3 separate regions of the Mus musculus genome follow, and regions 1 and 2 are each linked to region 3. The links are chromatin contacts, called in public promoter capture Hi-C maps. All regions are on one chromosome and are shown on one strand. The core of a region is the stretch at or near the end of the contact, and the rest is flanking DNA. Distances in the headings are between cores, read along the strand shown.

The links. Promoter capture Hi-C pulls out the DNA fragments that hold promoters and counts their contacts.
Region 1: a contact with region 3 is called in a promoter capture Hi-C map of stem cell-derived epiblast-like cells, with 4 times the contacts expected there. The contact joins the enhancer-like site here to the promoter of Olfml2b in region 3. A contact is called at or near these places in 5 of 39 promoter capture datasets (the 3T3-L1 cell line, the C10 cell line, cranial neural crest and 2 more).
Region 2: a contact with region 3 is called in a promoter capture Hi-C map of liver. The contact joins the enhancer-like site here to the promoter of Olfml2b in region 3. A contact is called at or near these places in 8 of 39 promoter capture datasets (the 3T3-L1 cell line, cranial neural crest, embryonic stem cells and 4 more), 2 of 115 datasets of contacts at active chromatin or transcription factors (both in embryonic stem cells) and 1 of 9 other capture datasets (embryonic stem cells).

Annotation. Positions count from the first base shown.
Region 1 is chr1:170,144,177-170,147,343 of GRCm38.p6, forward strand. All of the region lies in intron 9 of Uap1 (UDP-N-acetylglucosamine pyrophosphorylase 1), which reads right to left. Among named protein-coding and RNA genes, the nearest start is that of Uap1, 29 kb to the right of the region's middle. Within about 2 kb of position 1,600, at least 26 of the 459 cell types and tissues checked have an H3K27ac peak or open chromatin away from gene starts, as enhancers often do.
Region 2 is chr1:170,194,643-170,197,747 of GRCm38.p6, forward strand. It overlaps Uhmk1 (U2AF homology motif (UHM) kinase 1), which reads right to left. Exons shown (of 8, transcript NM_010633.4): 8 at 1-3,105. Among named protein-coding and RNA genes, the nearest start is that of Uhmk1, 19 kb to the right of the region's middle. Within about 2 kb of position 1,824, at least 6 of the 459 cell types and tissues checked have an H3K27ac peak or open chromatin away from gene starts, as enhancers often do. A contact at or near this core is called in liver, where this site is marked.
Region 3 is chr1:170,642,695-170,645,786 of GRCm38.p6, forward strand. It overlaps Olfml2b (olfactomedin-like 2B), which reads left to right and starts at 1,838. Exons shown (of 8, transcript NM_177068.4): 1 at 1,838-2,401. The coding sequence starts at 2,228.

The sequences.
Region 1 (3,167 bases), core at 350-2,849, 500 kb before region 3:
GCACAGTCACCGCTTGCCAACTCTAGGTCACAATCTGATACTTTACAGATACTTGGAATTCTGAATGTCCAGACAGTCTAACAACAGTCAGTAAATAGTGTTGTCCTTATAGTCAGTCCTTGGAGAACGGTGCGATCTCAAAAACCTTGCCAACAGTAGATTCAGAATGCAGATCAGTGTGTAGACTGCTTGCCTAGCAGGCATGAGGCTCTGGGTTCCATCCCCAGCACTGCGTCAATCATGCATGGTGCTGGATGTTTGTAGCCCCGGAACTCAGGAGTCAGAGGCAGGAGGACCAGAAGTCCAAGGCCTTCCTTGTCTACATAGTGAGTTCAAGGCCAGCTCTGACTATCTAAGGGTACAATAATGGCACTCTTTATCGGACTGAAAGTCCACTTAGCAGGGGTCAACCATACCTGGAACTCAGTTTAGTCAATCATCCAAGGTTGGTAAAGTCATGGAACTCAGGAGAGGCAACGCTGGCCATCTTTCTAACTATATTCTAAATATCCATCCTCATACTAAAAGATTAGCATAGCTCTTATCTCTCTCTCAAAAACAAAAACAAAACCCAAACAACCTCTCTTTGCAACAACTAGTCAAAACACAGAGAAAAAGGGCATGTGGGTGCCCTGCCCCGATGAATGCATGTACAACTCCTGTAGCAAAGGCTCAGGGAACATCTCAGAGAGGAAGCGGACAGACTTTAAACTCCAGAGAATCAGGAAAACTGTGATACTGTGTCTCCTGAAAATGACAAGGAAGCTTCACCCGTGACACCTGAACAATATGGCTGCCTGAACAAGGACAACATCAGTAGCCATGCTAACATGGAAGGGAGAACTCTCACGTGATTCCACCCCCAGACAAAGAATTACAGGCAACAAAGGAATGCTGGGAGCAGGAGAAACAGTCTTCCCAGGAATGAGCCCTCTAATTGGTGATCCAATACCAAGTGGTCAGCTCTAAAATTATAGACACACAAATAACACTAAAGGGACTAGGACGGAGCAGGCTGCTCTAAAATTATAGACACACAAGTAACACTAAAGGGACTAGGACAGAGCAGGCTGATTTACAGATTTAGGTACTTACACCTGTGTGTGTGTAAATTTACATAGATGTGCATATATACAGATACAAACATAAATACATGCATACATATATACATACATTCCTACATCAACAAGAGACCATGATTTTGACAGAAACCAAAGGGGGTTGAAGAGAGGAAAGAGAAGGGGAAAGTGATACAATAATATTTTTAAAAGATAAAATAATTTGAAAAAATGATTTTTTAAAAGAGAAAGGAAGGAAGGGAAGAAAGGAGGGAGGGGCAGAAGGAGGGAGGGAGGAAGGGAAGATGAGAGAGAGAGAGAGAGAGAGAGAGAGAGAGAGAGAGAGAGACAGGCAGATGGAACATGACTGTATTCCCAGCACTTGACCACGAACTTCTCTTAAAAACAGAAACAGTCTTAGCAACAAGTAGATGGCACACACAAAACCCAGCCTCTTTGTAGCCTCAAGCTATGGTCTCTCCTCTTCCAAGAATGGCTCCTAAAGCCAGTCAGAGGCCAGTGTTACTAAGTAGGTCACCTGAGTCCACTCAAGGCACTCTATGTTCTGTTCCAATGCCCGCAGCCTGCTGCTTCACTCATGAGTCGCTATATAGTAATGGAGACCAGTCTTGGGAATAGTCCAAGTTATCCCAATCACAGCCCCTCTGACTAAAGACACCATACCCACCCTCCAAGTTTTAGCACCAGCTCCAACATTCCCCCCCTCCTCATTTCATGACTGCTTCTGTTCACTGATAAACGTATTAGATGCCTGCACATCCCTGTCTCCAAGAATAAATATTACGCATGCCACATGTCAGAATAGTCTCACAGTGCCTGACAACATCTCTTAATTTTTATGGCTGTGCCTTGAATCCCAGTAGGCTGTTAGGAATGACTAGTCTCTCCTGCGTCGTGTGGATACTAACTGCAGCTGCAGGCTTGGGAGCTTGCTAGAGAAATGACTAAACCAATTCCAAAGGGAAATGACAGTCTAGTGACAAGAAAAGAAGCTAAGGTCTCCCCACATAGTCTGCCATATTCTTATGACAAGGACCTTCTGACCCCTCCGGAGAAGCTCAGTCCGACTAAACCAAATATGGAAAATGAAGGCCTAGCACATTGGTAAGACGCACAGAGCCCAGGTTAGTTAATCCCCTGAAGGATTCAGTCACTATGATGACAGTATGGTTTTGAACCCAAGAAACAAATCTAAAACTGGTCTGAATATGTAACGTCTGTTCCTGCCCCAAAGTGATAGTCCTTGAATCCAAACAGGAAGGAACTAAGAAAACAGACTTCAATAGGCAAATTCAGAGGCCCTGAAGAAGAGAAGACAGGACGGTCATCACCAAACCTAGACACTCAGCTTACTGATGAAATGGCCCAATAGCCAGCTGGCCCCTAATCCCATCACCAAGGAAAGTTTTAGTAGTTAACAGTAAATTAAGATGAAAAATAAAAAAGTCACTTTTGTCAAGACTCCACATCCTTGCTTTTATTCTTCAAAGTATCTCCAACTTACTTTTTCTCTGTCTTACATGAAATATTTCCATTTCATTTTTTAAATGTTTATTTATTATTGGGATATGTGTGTATGTGTGTGTGTGTGTGTGTATGTGTGTGTGTGTGTGTGTGTGTGTGTAAGATCTCCTAAACTAGAGTTACAGATAGTTGTGAGCTGCCATGTAGGTGCTGAGAATTGAACCTGGGTTCTTTTAAAGATCAATCAGTGCTCTTAACCATTGAGCCATCTCTTCAGCCCCTAAATTTACTAACTTTTAAAAGGGCAGCAAAAAGGCTGGAGAGATGGCTTAGTGGTTAAGAGCATTGACTGCTCCTCTGAAGGTCCTGAGTTCAAGTCCCAGCAACCATCTGTCATGAGATCTGATGCCCTCTTCTGGGGTGTCTGAAGACAGCTAGCTACAGTGTACTTACATATAACAAATAAATAAATCTTTTTTAAAAAGGGAGGGGGGGCAGCAAAAACATCAGCTGACCTTTAACTATAAAAATAATAGCAAAAATAATATAAAACCCACAATAAAAAAAATCTTGCCACTAACCAGGTGAGAGAGGCTGTGTTAGTTCTAGCTATAAAATGGCCTG
Region 2 (3,105 bases), core at 574-3,073, 450 kb before region 3:
ATGACCTCTATGTGGAAGATTCCCGACACCAGTAAGGGAGCCATTTTTCCTCCTCTCTGCTCATGTCCATCTCTGTCTTCCCTGTTCTTATCTCTGACAGCCTTCTGATGACCCATCTAATAGAGTAACACAGCTGAAAGAATTCAAGTCACTGAGGAGCATCTGAGTCAACATGCGCACAATGTTTCTGCATGCTGTCTGATATCAGGAATAGTAAGAGGGGCTGACAGAGCGAAGGGAAGGGAGTCTGACCAAGGATCTTAAAGAATGGCTAGAACCCGCTCACAGATCATCAGGAGCTGAAGGTGGCAGTAGTAGCTGCTTATACAAGGTTCTCAGTAAGAAACAAACAAAAAAGTAAGCATTCCAGTCTTCAAGAATGTGACTTGCTTTGCTTTAACAGAGAGGTAGAGCAGGAGCAGCCGTGTTTTGTACAACAGAGATGAAATGACCTTGTAAGGCAAGCAAAAGCGGGCCTGCCTTGCCACTAAACACTAAGAACTCAGTTCACAAAGCACACTGAGCCTTCAAAAGAGCCACCACTTTTTCTTGGCATTATCATGACTGCTACCAGTCTAGCACTCCGGCCATCCTTTAGTGAGGTTCCCATGAACTCCAGCAAACACAGCTACCATGACTATGACTCTCTGAAAGGCACAAAAACAGCATGTTTAAAACAATCACTCCCGTAAGCAGCACAAGAATCAGGGAACGCGCTGAGCTATAGACACTATCAGGACAACAAAAGGTGTGTAAACTTGTGTGTTAGTCTTATATCCTGAAAAACACCTATGACCATCTATAGAACAGCTTCCTAGCAGAGCTGGGCAAGATGGTGCACATCTGTGACAAGCAGCACTTGGGAAGCTGAAGCAGGAAGATCCTGAGCTGGGGGCTTGTCTAGGCTACACTGCAAAACCCTGTCTCCAAAAACTTTCTATCCTAAATGCTCCCTGGCTTGTACATATTTCTTTTGACAGCTCATTTCTCCTATAAAGTCATAGCAAAAATACTCTAAGTTGTTTACCTTCTTCAATACCTAGTACCTGCCAACTGCTTGTCACAGTGTAAAGCAATAGTCACTGGTGACCACCATCTGGGGGAGGTGGCAAAGATAAAAATCATGATCCATCCTATGTTATAAGGTAGAGAAAGGATCAAAATTCATTCTTAAAAAAAATGGGGACACTCTAAAAACTAAAATATCCAAGCTTCTCCATGATTAAGAATCTAAAATCTAGTTCCAGGACAGACAAGGCTACACAGAGAACCCCTGTCTCGAACACCCAACCTCCCAGGAATCTAAACATACCAGATGAGCTCCACACAACAGCCTCAACAAGAGCAGTGTGTATTTGAGGAGACAGGCAACGCCAAGTGAAGAGTGCCAAACCCTAGGCAAAGAAAGGTAACTTGCCGAGCACCTCAAGAAATGGGGATTCTGTTGAACTAGAAGTGACCAAGGACGGGTGTGTAAGTGTCCACAACTTACAAGAAAGAGAGAGCTGGATCAGTAAGTGCTGAAGAAAGAACCTGATAAATGAAACTAGATCCCAGAATCAGATGTGACAGATAACTGGCCTTTCCATCAACATGTAATTCTGAAATAAGTCAAACTGGGATCATTTTATACATTTTTTTAAAAAGTATGCCAAGAAAATTCTGGACTCACACGAATCAATCCAAGTTATTCCAAGAGAAAGGCGACAGTGCAGTTCCCCTGGGACATCGGCCAGGTGAGGTTTAATATTTGACTTGCCCAGAACTTTAGCTACACATCATCCAACAGATGAAACATCACGATCTGTACCCTAACCTGAACAAAGAGCCCAGCCCGTACCCTTTGGGTGAGAGTCTAGGTAAAGTGCATGGTCACCAGTGCGTCCCCTCCCACTGTACTGCTATAATTCCCACCAGGTAGGCACGATGATGCTCATTTTCAGCGACTGTTAAAAATAAAATTGCTTAATAAACTGGCGGGAGAACTAACAAGAATGATGCCAAGTTGTCAGCCACCTGCCACATTCAGAAGAGCCATAAAACAGCATGATCCTCAGCCTGCTTCTACGTTATCCTCTAAGTGGTGCCTTGCCTGAGGGAAAGTCTAGACTAAGACAGAAGGAAGCCTTATGCCCCTCATACTTCGGCACCTTTCTCTGGGTGGCAGCACAGTTGCTGGCAGGTTAACATATCTTCAGCAGCTACATAACGACGAGAAGACCACACTCCTCTCAATTAAAACAGAGACAGATGAGTAGAACTATGTTAGTCATTTGATTCTAAAAGCAGCCATAAATTTAGATCAGTTTAGCAGAGAGGAAGAGTTCCCAAAGGGAGACGCTGTGCCAATGGTCACAAAGGAAGAAGAGTATCCAGTCATAATAAATGTAGACTTATGGTGAAATGCAGGCAGTACCTTTCTGGGGTACCCAGCACTATTATTCTCTTCCAACTACAGAGTTATAGTTTTGATAATGGCTACAAGTCTCCTCCTCCAAATACTTCAAAAGAACCCCAAGTTTTCCCTCGGGCAATCGCTTTCTGTGCCTAATCAGGGACAAAATGTGCACTGTATAGTGCTTTGGAAGAATAAAGACGAACCGAAGGAGGCAAGAGAGAAGGAAGGAAGCACAAATCTTAACATAGGGAGAGAAAAACTACCTGAGATAAAATTTGCCCCCAAAGACAGGGACTAAGTAACATGAGCGCTCACTTCTTTACCCCTTAGTAAGAGAATTCTAGGATTTTAATAATTTCAAGGAATTAAAATCCCTGTGCATATATTTATTGTGAAAATTGCATCTTTTGTAGTATTATTTGGTCCCAGTTTAAGAAAGATATTAAAATGAAAGTCCTGATAGTATCAGAGGAGGAGGAATCTGCAGCTGTCCTCTTTGGTAAAATGGGCTAAGAGCTATCACACAATGGTTTAAATCATAGCAGGTTATCTTTTGTCTTCAAGTCTGTGACTTCAATATAAACTATTTAATTCAATGATCTCAATGTAATTACTCGGGCTCACTCATTTACTTCCTCAGCTCCCTTAAAATCTGGCTAGCATCGTCTGTAACAAGTCTACAGTGTCAACTCTACACATGTGCATAG
Region 3 (3,092 bases), core at 588-3,087:
ATATATAGTATTACTACATATATAGTATTACTACATATATAGTATTACTACATATATAGTATTACTACATATATAGTATTACTACATATATAGTATTACTACATATATAGTATTACTACATATATAGTATTAACCACCACCTCCCCACTTAGTTTCATACAAGATTTGATAGTGTTCGTAGAAAGGTATATGTGTAGCATTCCTGCATCTAGAGACTTGGATTTCTCTCCACAAACTTTTCTCTTTTTAAGAAAATAGTAATTATTGTTATTATTAGGTTCAAGGGAGTGGCTCGGTGTCAGAAAGCTTGTCTAGGATCCTGGAGTCTCTGAGTTGTATCCCTATCAAGAAATGATAATATTAGTAATACTAAATGGTAACATTACACTTCTATCAACTATCATATCTAAGCTGGAGTCTGCTTTTGCTTGATTTATTACTTTCATTATCCCAACCTCTTTGCTTAGCATTAGGAACAAAGTATTCAGATTTCTCTAGGGGGTAGAATATCTTTTAGGTCTTTGCATTTGAAGGGATTGATATGCATCCAGCACAAGACATCCCAAGACCAAGTTCTCAGCCCAAAGGAGATTTATTTGCCCCCAAGGAACAAAGGGCAGGGAATACAAGTCAGGTGATAGAGAATGAAGGAGAAGGGGAAAGGAACACTGCCTCTGGATAGAGAGGAGGCAGATGTGGCACATAGGCAAATGACAGTTTATAAAGGTAAAGGGGAAGTCCCCTGTTTAGATGAGGGGTTTATTTTTGATTGTACAGATTAATTAGGGCAGCCAAAGGGAGGGGCCCTTAATAGCCTCAGGGGGCAGGAGTCGGCCAAAAGGGGGACTAGATCTTGGTGGCTGGCTTTAGGAATGTAATGGAACGGTTTTTAACAAGGAAGATGGGCTAGGAGAAGGCAAGGCCTGCCAGAGCCATGCCTGCCATGCTCAGCTCTGCTAGAGCCCCTCAGAATCGACCTGACTCTGCTGAGTATTTCAGAGTGGCAATTGTCCCAGAAGACTTAATGCTCTTTCCAAAAGTGACACATTGTTAATCTTCATAGTAGGCATATTCAGGGTCACTAATTAAAGAGCCCAAAAGAGGACCGCACCATTACATGTATATACCCTTTAGAGATTATCTGGCCAGATAGAGAGGCCTGTCCATTTGTCCCAAACCACGGAGACTGCAAGAGACATTCCCTGTGGTAGGCGTTTGATTCTGGGAAGTCACTAGGACAAACAGAACAGCAGAGACAGCAGAGACCTGTAGCCACTCTCCATATTTTAAAAATGTATCCAACTCCCTCCACATTCTGTCAGAGGTTCAAGATGCATCCTCTGGGTGGGGGTATTATCAGGTTCTAGGGTTGTAGCAGACATGAAGATTACAATTGTTCGTAAGTTCAAAGCTTCCCGTACTCCAGATGGAGTCAAGTTCCGGAAAACAAAACAAAACAAAACAAAAACCAACAACAATAAAACACTTCAAGAGAAGAGGTCGTGTTTCTCCGCTGTCCCGGTTGCAGTCCAGGGAGCAAGTCAGGGCTCCCCCGGAGCTCGGGCGTGAAGAAAACTCGAGAAAAGGCACACGGAGTCCCTCTCGGATGACCATTTACAATCAGATGCAAGGCCAGCAGCGCCCTTCCCACGCCAGCCGGCGCCCGCTTAAGCGCAGTGGCTGAACCCTAGAGGAGGCGGGGTCCCCGGGCGCAGCGCCCAAGTCTGTGCGCTTCCCGGTCCTCCTCCTCCGGGCCGTCACTGGCTGCATCTTTCTGCCCGGCACAATAGAGGCTCCGCCCTCCCTCCGCGCCAGCCCCGCGGCGCCCTGGGCCAGCAGCCCTCCCTTGCCTCCTGCGCTGTGGCCACTGTCCATCTTGCGCCCAGTCTCCGGGTGTCCCGAGTTTCCCGGCGCTAGCCTTCCACCTGAGCTCACGCTGCTGCGGCTTGCCCTCGTCGAGCCGGCGCCCTCCTCTGCTCCCTCAGTCACCTCTTTCTTGTGTCCTCTCTGCACAGTCTAAGCTGCTGGGGTCTGGGAGGAGATGTTCAGGGTCTCTGGGGAGCACAGTCCTGCTCCACTCAGCCACACCCAGCTTTAGACGTTAGACGGTTCTCTGAACATCTACTCTTCCGGACTCCAGTGAAGCCGCCTTCCAGCCTGTCTTTGCTGAGACCTCCGACCCAAGGTGGTCTCTGTAGGGACTAAAGTCCCTACTGTCGCATCTCTCATGGCCTATCCCCTGCCATTGGTTCTCTGCTTTGCTCTGGTGGTGGCACAGGTCTGGGGGTCCACTACACCTCCCACAGGGACAAGCGAGCCCCCTGATGTGCAAACAGTGGAGCCCACGGAAGATGACATTCTGCAAAACGAGGCGGACAACCAGGAGAACGTTTTATCTCAGGTAGGATGAGGAATCGCGTGCCCACCCCTCTTGCCTTGGGGGACCTCAAGGACCTGAGGCTGGTCCTGGATGAAAGATTTATGAGCAGCTGTTTTTCTCTGTATTTTTAGTGAAGTGGATGTTCACTTTTAGTTTATCACACTATATTGCTCGTTTGGTGTTGGACAGGCTTTCTCGTAGACCAGGCTGGCTTCCAGCTCACTTTATAGCTGAGGCTAGTCTTGAACTTCTGGTCCCTCTTACCTGCACTAAGAGTGGAGATTCTACAGCCCTGACTTTAGTTTTGTTGGGTTGTGTTAAAGTACTGTGTTAAAAAGTAAGGGCATGGGTCACAACTGTGGAGTGTTTCAGGCTTACCAAGTCAGGAGAAAGGAGAGGAAAGGAAAATACCACTGAGAAGAAAGGGGTGTGTGTGTGTGTGTGTGTGTGTGTGTGTGTGTGTGTGTGTGTGTGTGTGTGTGTGTGTGATGTAATGGTTGTGAAAAGTCCCTCTTGCCTATGAGACTGCCTGTCAGAATTGGAATGTGTAAACAGGAGGACAAGTTGGAAAGGAGGCAGATGGGATAGGTATAAGCCATGGGAGGTGGTTTATGGCTTCAGAGGAGACACTCGGACAGAAGCACTTGGTGAAGACAGAGTGTGTGATGTGCTACATGTGTGATGCTTATGAGGGGGACTCCAAAACAGAGGG